Linked DNA regions of Mus musculus: region 2 is linked to region 1. Evidence: chromatin contacts called from public HiChIP or PLAC-seq data. All regions are on one chromosome and are shown on one strand. The core of a region is the stretch at or near the end of the contact, and the rest is flanking DNA. Distances in the headings are between cores, read along the strand shown. Region 1 holds the start of C1rb (complement component 1, r subcomponent B). Region 2 overlaps Lpcat3 (lysophosphatidylcholine acyltransferase 3).

Region 1 (6,217 bases), core at 2,138-4,637:
CTATAGCTGGCCAGAAGAGAGGTAGGTAAAGTTTTGGTTCCCAGGCTTGGGGTCCAAGGAGGTCCACGATGGACAAGATAGAAGGTGGAGAGAAGAGGAGAGCAATCATGAGAATTGCCCATGAGAGCTGCCCAGTCTGAGTAAGAGCTGCCTGGATGGAATACAGCCAATCATATCTCAGGGTTGTTAACGGGGAAGTAGACGTAAGAGCATAGAGAGTTGATATCTGCCCAGCTCTATCACTGATGAAGGCTTATTATAAATACAAAAGTTTTATCTGGGAACTGAATGATCAAAGGGTAGAAATCCCCGATGGAGATTAAGAAATTACTACAACAGGGCTCAAACATGCCCCAGCCCCACTCCCATGGCTGAGGCCAGAGTGAAGGGCTGGCTGTGGGGAGCACTCACCTACAGCCTGGTAGTAGGCCAGGAAGCCCTTGTAGAACATGATGGTCCCATTCTCCTCATTGGAGAAGTCTGTGTGGAAGGTCAGCAGCATCTTGTTTCCTTGGGACATGAATTCCTTGCTTCCTGGGGGGTTGCCCAGGGGAGAATCCAGCTGCCCACAGAACCTCCCCAGTGTTTGCTTATCAGCAGAAATCTGTTGGAGGGAGGACAATGGAGAGAAGCCCTGCTAAGGAGTCTGGTCCCGTGTGGCAGCCAGAGAGACCCTCCTTGGATTGAATCCTGATCTAATGTTACTATCTGTCAGATCTGGCTGCTGTGCACACCCTCAAGTGATGCTTATGGGTCCATCTCTGTCTTTCATTAAGTTTGTTTTCTTAAGTTAGGATATCACAATGTAGCCTAGGCTTGCCTTGATGGCATTAATTAAGGCCTCTGTCTCTGTCTGTGTCGAGGGGCATGTTACAGGGGCATGTTACAGGGGCATGTTACAGGGGCATGTTACAGGGGCATGTTACAGGGGCATGTTACAGGGGCATGTTACAGGAGCATGTTACAGGGGCATGTTACAGGGGCATGTTACAGGGGTAGGTTACAGGGGCATGGTACAGGGCCATGTTACAGGAGCATGTTACAGGAGCATGTTACAGGGGCATGTTACAGGGGCATGTTACAGGGGCATGTTACAGGAGCATACATGTCAGCCCAGAGGATGACTTGCAGGAGTCAGGTTTTCCCTCCATCATGGGCATCCTTGGGATTGAACTCAGGGTTGTCAGGCTTAGAGACAAGGGCCTTTATCCACTGAGCCATCTTGCCAGCTCTGGACTGGGATTGAGCCTGTTATTCTTCTACCATCTTCCCAACTGTTGGCTAACCTGTCACCTGTCATTGTGTGCCTGGTATGTCATCTCTTTCTTGTTTCCGATAATGTGCTTTATTATATAGCCCGTGCTTGCCCAGGCCAGTCCAGAATGGTCTAAGTCTCCCTAATAACTGGGTTCACAGGACTGCCCTACTATGCCCACATTTTTATTTATTTTGTTGTGCTTTCTACTTATTTGTTTGAAAAGCCACACTCAACTCAGCCTCCTGATAGACCCAGCTGAACATGATAGTACAAATGGTACCCAGAGGTCTCCGCACCGGCCAGCATCACCTAGTGTCTTCCCTGCTTTGTCTCACAGATTCCTTACTTTGTCGAAAGCAGAAGACGTTCTCCTTGCTAGCTCTGCCGTGGGACGCACCCCTCCCTCAACGCTGCAGACTTGTTGAGTCCCCCTTGTTGGGGAAGTGTGCGGGTTTTCATGTTATTTTCTTAGCCTCCTGGCTGTTGCCTGAGCCTCATAGTGTGAGGAAGAGCACAGGCTCTGCTTGAATCCTGCCTTTTATTTTTACTGGATGTAGAAAGATGAGGCTAAGAAAGAAACCCTTTGAAGGGTACATACAGGGGTGACCAAGGTCCTTGTCTTCCCTGAAGGACATGTGACACCTTTCATATGTTTCTTTTCTTCTTGTTTTGGATGCAGTAGGTTACCATTCAGGGAAACTGAGGCATGGCTGTTTCTCAAGGCCTTATGGTTAGCTGTGTCCTAACTCCAATACATAGTGAAATCTACTGGAACAAACACCCCCATGCCTGCCCCTTTTCCTCATGAATCTCACTGAAGGCCTCAAAAGTCCACGAATACCCCCTCTATGGCACCAGCGACCCAAAACCAGCATTTCTACAGAGCTGTACAGTGATGGGGTGCAGGCATATTGTCCAGAGTATTCAGAGCACAAATTTCCAGCTTTGTTTCCCCTCCCTCCCACTCTGACGCCTACCTTAACATAGTCATAGAGGCAGCCTTCAGAAGGCTCCACGTCAAACTGCCAGAAGACCAGCTTCACCCTGTACCCCATGGGGACAGTGATCACAGTGGTTGTCTCCAAGTCACTGGGGTAAGGCTTGGGATACAGAGGGGAGGTCACCTCTCCATAGAGCTTCTGAGGGAGGTAGATGGAGCCTTCCACCCCATAGAACAGGGTCACCAGGAGGGCAAAGAGCCACCTGTCAAAGAGAGAGGCGAGTGTTTGTGGGGCTGGAGGATCAAGGGTGTTGTGTAGCACCCTTGCTATTTGAACTGCCTTAGGCAGGAATAGGATGACTAAACTGCTTGGTTCTTCCCCCATGCCCATTGTAGACTTCATAGTGGTTCTGTGATTGGGGGCATCAGCAGCCTCTGCATCTGCTGCAGCTGAGTTCCTCGTAGGTCAGTGCCCAGTCCAGGGGTCACTGGGTTCTATAGCACTCCCCATAGCCCCTGAGCTGCCTTCTCTGTCCTTCTCTTTCATGTCCTTTCCTTCCAGGGGTAGGACTGGCATGGGACCAGCTATCTGAGAGTGAAGTTTTCCAGTGATGGCTCTGCAAAGTTTCCCAAGGCTTCAGCAAGAAGCCCCTCGCCCCCGGGGAAACCCTTCTGGCGTCTGACAAACACATGTGGGGTCTGAGAAACACACGTGGGGGGATTTTCTCCTCTCTCAGAGAGTTCCCTCCCCTCACTGTTACCCTGCTATGAACCCAGTGTCAAGAAAGGAGAGGCTAGCTCAGCTCATGTCTAAGGGTCTGGACCCTGGGAGAAGGGCTGAGGAGTGACCCTGAGAAGTATGTGCTCTGGAGCTGGCAGTATGGAAAGAAGGGTATTGTATTCCTGTTCTTATTCCCCTTCTATTTTCTTTCCTTTTCTTTTCTTCTTCCTCTTCCTCTTCCTCTTCCTCCTCCTCCTCCTCCTACTCGTCCTCCTCCTCCTCCTCCTCCTCCTCCTCTTCTTCTTCTTCTTCTTCTTCTTCTTCTTCTTCTTCTTCTTCTTCTTCTTCTTCTTCTTCTTCTTCTTCATAATATGGGAGCATGTTTGCCACTTATGCCCAACTCCTATCTCCTCCCTTGGTACCCATCAGTCTTACTCACATGTCTCAAGGCCAGTTTGTTTTGGGTCCTCAGCTCTCCTGACAGAGTCTTCAGGCACTCTAAGCTGAAGGAGGGAGTAGGCATACAGGGGAGGGAAGGATTGTGGCAGTGGAGGGGGTGACCATTCCTGGAGAAATGTTTCAGGGAATGAAGCATTTGCATAAAGGAAAAAAAAATCTTGAGTTCCCAGTTTAGGTTTGGTCTTGAAATCCTCGTTGCTTGATGGCGCCATCTGGTGGTCAATGTGGGGAATGGCTGAGGCGATGGGATCTGAAGTTTTAGGGACCTGGAAACATTTTGTTTGGAGGGACAGACTCTGGGGTCTCTAAATCGGATTAACATTTTCTGGGAGACTTTCCCGGGGGCTGCTTGTTGCCCTTTATTCCAGGATCCTCGCCACAGGCATCGCAGACTGCGGAGACACTTAAAGGCTCTGCTTTCTCATTGGCTCATTTCTCACAATCACCTGGAAGCCAAGGGGCTGGGGTTTCAATGCACAGGGTGAGGTGAAGAAGAACTGGGTTGAGGAGGGCACCGGGGTGTATGGCTGTGGATATGAGTGTGGGGAAGGTGCAATGTCGCTGGACACTAAAGCAAGGCTCCGCTTTGAGCTCCCGCCTTTTGAACTTAGATCTTGTTGAAGATAGGGCAGCTGCAGAGTGGAAGAAACATCTTTTCCTGGACCTCTGGTCAGCTTGAGTCTTCTGGGATACAAGTACTTAGTGCTTCAAGCAAAGGGTGTGGCCGCAGAGGGAGAGTGACTCTTTCTTCTTAGAAGGGAAACCAGGTTCCCGAGACAGCTGTGCTGTCCACAAGGACATTGTGTCCTGTTTAAAAATTTTGCTCCTATGTCCACCAAAAATTTTATGGCACCTTGTTCTGTGGAGGTTTTGACTACAGAGCAGGTATGCCAGTTCCTGTAACTTGTTCCTGATTAGAGGAAACGTTCCTCCCTCTACTCGCTCTTCTCTCCCGACTTGTCCACGTATGGGATAATTCGTATTAGGGGTCAGCCTGTGAACTTAAAGGATCCACAACGATGGAGGCAGTCTCCCCTTGACAGTGACCTTGGCATGAGGCCGGAGAGCAGGCACACACAAGATGTGAAACGCACGGAGGTTTGGAAGATTTTCCCAGCACTGGGGCAGAAGCCTGAATGAAGGTAGTGGCTAGGAGAGAGGGAGGGGTGGGGAGGGCTTCCAAGATTTTATCAGGGTAAGATAAGGTCGGGAAAGACCAATGATGAGGGATAGGAAATGGACTAGATCAGAAGACAGAAGGAAGAGGAAATCTAGCCTAGTGAATTGCATGTTGGTATCCTAAGAAGTAGGTGTGTGTGTGTGTGTGTGTGTGTGTGTGTGTGTGTGCGTGGCTTGTTCATAACTGCGGCAGAAGGATCAGATGGAAGGGTGTGGTCCAAGAAAGCAAGTCAATTGAAAAATCTCATCTACATTGCTTCTAGGGATTCTGAGTTCTGTTCTGATGTCATGTGACTTGACCAAAAAAAATGCCAAACCTGGACCTTACCACCTCAGGTCCTGCCCCACTTCCACTCTGTTTAAGCATCCAAATAAAGTTTAAATCTGCATCTAGAGATAAAAAATTACATAGATATGGACAAATATATGTATTTTGCTTTGTCAATAAAAATATGTAATTTTTTATAAAAAATAAAATTTCAATAAGAATAAGAATGATATATGCTTATTACTTAAAATGTAGTCAGTAGAAAATAAGAGAAAAATCAGTTAAAATCACTCCACCTAAAATAACTTCTGTTTAGCATTTTTAGAATACTTTTACTTTAAACCTATTTACTTTTTTAAGAATTTATTTACTTGTAGTTTATGTGCAGAGTTGTTTGCCTGGGTGGATGCGTGTGCACCTGTGCACGCAGTGTCTGTGGAGGCCAGAGAGGGTGTTGGAAACTCCAGACCTGGAGTTATAGACACATGTGAGCTATTTGTGTGTGTGTGTGTGTGTGTGTGTGTGTGTGTGTGTGTGTGTGTGTGTGTGTGTTTCCATTCCAGGGACCTCTTAACCTCTGAGTCATCTCTCCAAACCCCTAGACTACTTTTAATAGTCTTTTGAATTGTGCATAGGGTTTAAAAAGTAGAATCAACCATATTTATATCCTGCCAACTATTTATTAATTTATTTGTTTATTTATTGGTTTTTAAGACAGGGTTTCTTTGTGTAGCCCTGGCTATCCTGGAACTGACTTTGTAGACCAGGCTGGCCTTGAACTTCCCGCAGTGCTAGGACTAAAGGCATAAGGCACCACTACTATGTTTTAATTTTTTGTTAACTTTGAAATGAGATCAAAGCTGGCCTTGAACTTATGATCCTTCTGTCTCAGCCTCCCGCGTGGCTGGGATTTTAGTGTGTATTACGGCTTAGCTTGGATGCTGCTGTTATTTCAAAGATAAATTTAACCTTTGACTTTACAGCACGTTCATCTCAACACTAACGCACTTCCTTTTCTCCCCTCTCTTTTATGGTATTCATTTTCTATTATCACTGAACGCGTGTGTTTTATTTTTGTCTTTTAGTATAAATCACTCCAAATCTTCCCTACAAATTAAAGAGTTCATCTTCTCAGGTTTGCAATGCCCTGGGTGATGAGGGCCAGCAGGAAAGTGAGAGCTGGTGGTACAATCTTCATAGAAACAGGCCTTCCCAGGGATGGAGTCTGTACAGCGGTGGAGCCCGGAAGGTGAAATGGGTGCTCAGGCAGGTCTGCGGGGCAACTGGGAGGAATCCCGGAGACAGAGCATGCTGGGCAAACATGCTGGGATGAATGAAGCCTCAGTGGAGAACCAGCTTTGGAACTTCCACAAGCCACGGGATCTGTGGGAG
Region 2 (6,217 bases), core at 1,139-3,638, 100 kb before region 1:
CTGGGCATGGCGCAGAAGTAGAGAGCTTGTCCGCCACAAGACCCTGGGTTCTGTTTGTCTGCATCACAAAATCAAAGCAAAATACCATTCGCTATCCAGGGGCTCCCTGCGCCTCCGTTAATTCCCTAGATTTTCATATGGGCAGTGTCTTAGTTCAGGTCTTATTGCTGTGAAGAGACACCATGACCACAGCAACTCCTAAAGGAAGCCATTTAATTGGGGTTGGCTTACAGTTTAGAGGGTTAGTTCTTTGGGGGAAGTCCATGGTGGGAAGCATGGTGGCAGGCAGGCGGACATGGTGGCAGGCAGGCGGACAAGGTGCTAGAGAAGGAACTGACAGTTCTACATCTGGATCTGCAGGCTGAGACACACTCTCTTCCAAGAAGGCCACACCTCCTAACAGTGCCACTCCCTATGGGCCTTTGGGGGCCATTTTTATTCAAGCCCACACAGGCAATCAATGAAGAATTTCAAAAATGGAGTCAATCAGGTATGATGATGCTTACCTATAATCCCAGCTACTTGGAAGGCTGATGCAGGAGGATCACTGCATGTTTGAGGCTAGACTGGGCAAGACAGTAAGTTCCAGGCCAGCCTGGGGAACTTAGTAAGACCCTGTCTTAAAAGAAAATCCACATCAAAACAAAGGGAGATAGACTGTCCTCTAACTACGAAATGTGGACTAAAAACAGGAATGAGCACTTCTAGGGGGCCTCACAGGTCTGTAGTTTTGCTAAGGTTTCGTGTCTACACTCTAACTTGACCCAATCTTGTCGGCTTTTGATGGAGGTGTGTGCCAGGAGCCTTAAGGGGCACCATTCCAGTTGGCTGCTGCCTGCTGGCTTGGAAACAGGAGTTTCCTATTCATGGGCAGTAGTCTAGAGCGGCGCCAGCGTTCTCAGTTTAGAACTGCCGTGACAGCAAAGGGAGAACCTCGGGAGCTAGAATGCATTCTCCACAGCTACAGGTCTGCCACGTCTCAAAGCAGCGTGCCAACAGAGAGCCAGCAGAACACCAAGATCTGCATGTGGAGGAATCCTTTATTTTTATAGGAAAGTCTTTATTACTTCCAAAATTACTACCCCACTTTACATACATTTTATGGCTCAGACAGGGCCACATATGGGTTTGTTTGTTTTGAGACAGGGTCTCACTGTGTAGCCCTGGCTGGCCTGGAACTCAGCAGGCTAGCTTCAAATTCACGTTGATCTTGCCTGCCGCGGACTCCCAAGGCATGTGTTACATCACCACTCCCCCTGCCATTTATGGTTTTCTTATGAAAATGCCATAACAACATGATTATTTGGTAATGAAAACACCTTTAATTGATAAAAGCTTTCTAGTCTCTCTCTCTCTCTCTCTCTCTCTCTCTCTCTCTCTCTCTCTCTCTCTCTGAGATAGGGTCTCATTATGTAGCTCTCATTGTCCTGGAACTCAGATGAAGACCGGGCTAACCTCTGCATTCCTCTGCATCCCAAGTGCTGGGATTAAAGGCATGGACCACCATATGTGGCATACCCTTTTTATTCTAGTCTAGTCTAGTCATTTTGGTTTTTTGAGACAGGGTGTGTGTGTGTGTGTGTGTGTATGTGTGTGTGTGTGTGTGTGTGTGTGTAGTCCTGGCTGGCCTTCAACTTATGAGATCTGAGTGCCTCTGCATCCCAAGTGTGGGGATTAAAGGCGAGCACCCTTTGACTTTTTATTTTTAATTTAAGTTTAGCATGCAGTTAGAATGAGACATTTAAATAGTCCACTTTAGACTTTTCAAGCCAAGATTTTTCAAGTCAGATATGGTGGCACATGGGCACACACCTTTAATCACAACACTCTAGAGCAGAGAGTCAGGTGGCCCTCCGAGTTTGAGACCAGCCTGGTCTACAGAGTTTTAGAAGAGACAGGGTTACAGAGAGAGGTCCTATCTTGAAAAATCAAACAAAAAGAAAACAAAACAACCTTTTCCTGTCAGGGCTGAAGATATGGATTAGTGCTTGAGATCCTTTGCTGCTCTCGCAGAGGATCCAATTTCAATTCCCAGCATCCACACAGAAGCTCACAACCACCTGCAACTCCAGCTCTAGGGGGCCCCGTGACCCCTGAGGGTACTTGCCAGTACACACGCGCATACGCGTGCACACACAGATGAAGGAATGAGAGGAGCAGGAGGTAACAACTGGTAGACAGTCAAAAGACACCTCACCCTCCAAAGGAAGCAGTTTCTCTTTTGCCTAAAAGCCAAAACATACTTTGGCCTCTTCCTTGCCAGAGGCCAGAGATGCCACAAGGAGTTGGGGCCTCTGATCCCTGACCTGATTCCTAAATGATTTGTGTGTAAGGGGCGTTAACAGCAAGAAGCTCGTTAAGTCCCTCTACAGTAGAAAGCAGAAGCTCGGGACTGGGTGGAGCCGCGGGAACCTAGGATAAGACAATCTTATTTGCTGGGTGTGGTGACACAGGCCTTCCTTTAATTCCAGCATTTTGGAGCTAAAGGCAGAAGGATCTCTGAACTTCAGGCCAGACAGGGCTACTTTGTGAGACCCTGTCTCCAAAAAGCCTTCACACGTTCAGCCCAAACTAAAACCTGAGCACTTAGTTAGGCCCCTCTGACGAGCCTTCCCTCTCCTTCTGCAATGTCACAGGGACCCAAAGCCTTTATTAGCATTTACTCTTCCGTGATTCTTATATAGTACAGTACATGCAAGGTGCCCATAGCGCATTCTTCTGACAGATCTTCAAAGCTATGATTTGAATGGGGAGGAAATGAGACATTACACACAGTGCACTTCAAGCCAAAGAAAACCCTCACCTAGAAATTACTGCTTTTCTACTTTTGTTCTCCACATCCCTTTCTTGTTTTGAAAACAGGGAAAGAACACATATGACACTTTCTGAATAAACAAGAGACAGGACAAGGTGTAGTGTCTTATGCTTGCTATTCCAGCTGAAGCTAAGAGAGTTTTTTTGAGGCTATCCTGGGCTACAACAGTGAGTTCCAGGCTAGCCTAGGTTACATATGAACTCCTGTCTCATAACAACAGCAAACAGATACGCTTTCATGTTCTCTAAGAAGCTACTTCTGCTTCACCTGGAGAACTCCTCCTGGGCCTTAAACATTCTAGTCTTTAATTTCTTAGCTGCTGGAAACAGACACAGACAGACAGACAGACCACACACAGAGAGATGCACACAGAGAGACACACAGAGACAGGCAGACACACAGACACCCACACAATTTAAAACCTTTAGGCATGAGAACAAACGACAGAAATCCTTTCCCTGGCAGGTGCAGCTGGGACCTAGTTCTTGTCATAGCCACAGGTCAGTTTTGTAACTGCATTAATAAATGGGACATCGGTTAAGTTATGAGTTGAGTGACGACTCAATAATCTGAGATTTGAAGAACGACAAGGCACTGCTCTGAGTTCACGGCAAGCCTATAGGCCACATGAGTTCCAGGCCAGCTTGGACTACACAGAGACTCTGCCTTAGAAAAACAGACAGACAGACAGACAGATAGACAAAGGAAAAGGAAATGCTACACTGCTCAAGATGCCGAGCTGACACAAAAAGCGAAGTTGGCAGCACTGGTCCCATGCTGCTATGAGGAAGCGCTGTGGCTGACCCTGTCATCTGGAGCTCCTGTGATGGTAATGGTGACAACACATGATCATAATCTTTTAGCAAAATACTAACAAAGAATGGCAAGGCGCACTAGCTGGCCAGTGGAGGACACTAAGCCTAAAGAATCCCAGAGAGTTGCTCTGCCAAAGATCTGAGCATACACTGATGTTTCAAAAAGTTTGAGAGCACGCAGACATCAAGTACTACAAAATAAATGATGAAAGGATTTTCACAGTCCTGAGCTCTAGGGCAGCAAGTGTAACCTGGTCTCTGAACAGGTGATCACAGCAGGGCGTGGTGAGGAAGCCTGGATCCCAGCACCTGGAGGCTGAGGCAAGAGTGACTCCACAGACTTCTTGGGCTGAAGACAAGACCTAATCTCAAAGGCTAGCAGATTACTCAACTGGTCTTGGTGCTGCGGGGCCTGGGATGCCAGATCCTCTGGAGGCTGAGGCAAGAAAAGAACCAATTCAAAGCCTTCCAAATGATATGCATATAACCTAGTGCCTAGAGCGCAAGGCTGGTTTCAAACTAAACAAAAAGTGGCAAGTGGCAGGCTAGGTGTGACAGGTGGCTGAGGGCAGATCCCTGTGCGTCTGATGTCAGCCTGGGCTGCAGGTGGATTTCAGGCTGGCCTGAGATGCGGGGGAATATCTAATCAGCTCATATATCAAACTAGTCCAGGTCTGGGGTAGCACACACACACCAGCACCCAACACCTGGGAAGTGGAGGCTGGAGGATCAGGAGATCAAGGTCACCCTGGGCCATCACAAACACATCTCCGACCAGAAGCTTCAGATGCTGAGGAAAATCAGTGGCTATGAATTAGTGTAAAGTTCAAGAACACAGACATAATAGAATATTCCTAGACTTTTTCAATTGGAAGGGCCCGTGAAAGTCATTCAGGACACGTCCCTATTTTATAGTGTGGGTCATAGTCAGAAACCCCAGTTGTTTAGTTAGTGTGATTCAATTTTAAGTTCCGTTTAGTTATCTTTGATGTCAATGCTACCCTAAGAAAGACGGCGCTGGACAACGAACAGCCTTTCCCTTGAAGGGCCGACTGTGACGCTGGTCCATAAGGAGCTGACCCACGGGCTTGGTTGATTTTTCTTTTTCTTTTTTCTTTTTTTTGAAACAGGGTTTCTCTGTATAGCCCTGGCTGTCCTTGAACTCAGAAATCCGCCTGCCTCTGCCTCCCAAGTGCTGGGATTAAAGGCGTGCACCACCACGCCCGGCTTTTTTTTTTTTTTTTGGTTTTGATTTTTATTTTTCAAGTCACTAACATTAGTGAAACCAATGCTTACTCCTAACCGCAATTTTTGAGCAGCCAGGCAAGCAGTCTTCGGCCATGACCACACCCACAGAACCCTGTGGTAGGCAGAGTGGCCATCTGTTCCATTTGGCCAGCTCTGACTTTGGATACTGAGGTATCCGTGTGCTGATTACACCTTGGTTAACCACTAAGTTGACAGAAAGGATTATGGAAGGAATTTTATTTTACAGCTCGATAAGGCTCCACTCAATCCCCTATGGCCATGAGCTCAAGACTCCTGGTAGATAAGGGCAGAGGTCTTAAGTAACTTAGCCTTTCTAGTCCCCAGCTGTTAGAAACGCAACAAGGGAAGTTACAACAGTGCTGTAATCATCTATTGATACTAGCAGGCTTCAGAGAATCGCCTGAGGACCATTTGGGGCAATGTTCAGTGGAAAGCAGCTACAAAGCCCAGTGTGGTGGTGTTCACTTGTAATCCCATCACTGGGGGTGGGGTGGGGGGGGGGAGATAGAGGTAGACGGATCAAGGCCAGCCTAGGCTACCGAGGACACCATCTCACCAAAACCAAACAGGAAAACAGTGGTAGTTATTTCTGTTACTAATAAGTAACCCCCTTCCACCTGGCTTTTAACACAGCACAGGCTGGACTCAGACTTGCCCAGTAGCTGAGGCCTACATCTTCTTCCTCCACTTCCTGGGTGCTGGGATTACAGTGTAGACGACCACCCCTGGAGCTCAAACCCAAGGCTCAAATCAACTGACGCACAGGCCCCCAGCCCTGCCTAAACCCAATTGCAAGCTCAGGTCTTAAAATTTCCTTGGAACTTAAAGTAAGACTCAAACTAGATCACAAAGCAGCAGTCAACAGTACCAGACTTTCTTTCTCCATCTCTGTGTCGGGCTATCTAGGCAGAAGATGGAGTTGGGTCCTGGCCGTCACTCTCTTGTCTACCCTGCTATGCTGAGGATGGAGCTGAAGACCATGTGCACCTTAGGCAGGTGTAGTTTTAGGACTGCTGCTCTCTCAATGAGCTACATACCTAGTCCTTTGTTTAGGGTCTAGGCTGGCCTTGAACTCATGATTGTTTTGATGTTAGAATTACAGGCGTGCACCACTCGTCTTTTTCTGAAGGGGAATTACTTTTGTTTTCCCAAATCATTCATTCATACATTCATTTAATCAACAATTATTTACAGAGTCAAGTGCTCTGAACTCTGGGTACACATAATGAACTAGACGTAATATATGGTTAGAAGACTTCATTCAGCATAGGACTGTGACAGGGGCATGATTTCAGATGGAGTCAGCAAAGAATGCTCA

Evidence for each region. HiChIP or PLAC-seq counts read pairs in DNA pulled down with a chosen protein or histone mark.
Region 2: an H3K4me3 HiChIP or PLAC-seq map of bone marrow-derived macrophages shows a contact between it and region 1, with 2.3 times the contacts expected there. The contact joins the enhancer-like site here to the promoter of C1rb in region 1. A contact is called at or near these places in 9 of 39 promoter capture datasets (the 3T3-L1 cell line, the HPC-7 cell line, embryonic stem cells and 3 more), 1 of 15 datasets of contacts at CTCF or cohesin (the NIH/3T3 cell line), 6 of 484 Hi-C or Micro-C datasets (the MC3T3-E1 cell line, Sertoli cells, cerebral cortex and 3 more), 5 of 115 datasets of contacts at active chromatin or transcription factors (bone marrow-derived macrophages, cardiomyocytes, embryonic stem cells and 2 more) and 3 of 9 other capture datasets (adipose tissue, liver and pancreatic islet).

What each region holds. Positions count from the first base shown.
Region 1 is chr6:124,567,600-124,573,816 of GRCm38.p6, reverse strand. It overlaps C1rb (complement component 1, r subcomponent B), which reads right to left and starts at 3,387. Exons shown (of 11, transcript NM_001113356.1): 1 at 3,359-3,387; 2 at 2,236-2,461; 3 at 412-604. The coding sequence starts at 3,360.
Region 2 is chr6:124,668,477-124,674,693 of GRCm38.p6, reverse strand. All of the region lies in intron 1 of Lpcat3 (lysophosphatidylcholine acyltransferase 3), which reads right to left. Among named protein-coding and RNA genes, the nearest start is that of Lpcat3, 8.5 kb to the right of the region's middle. Within about 2 kb of position 2,388, at least 53 of the 459 cell types and tissues checked have an H3K27ac peak or open chromatin away from gene starts, as enhancers often do. A contact at or near this core is called in the HPC-7 cell line, adipose tissue, bone marrow-derived macrophages and 2 more, where this site is marked.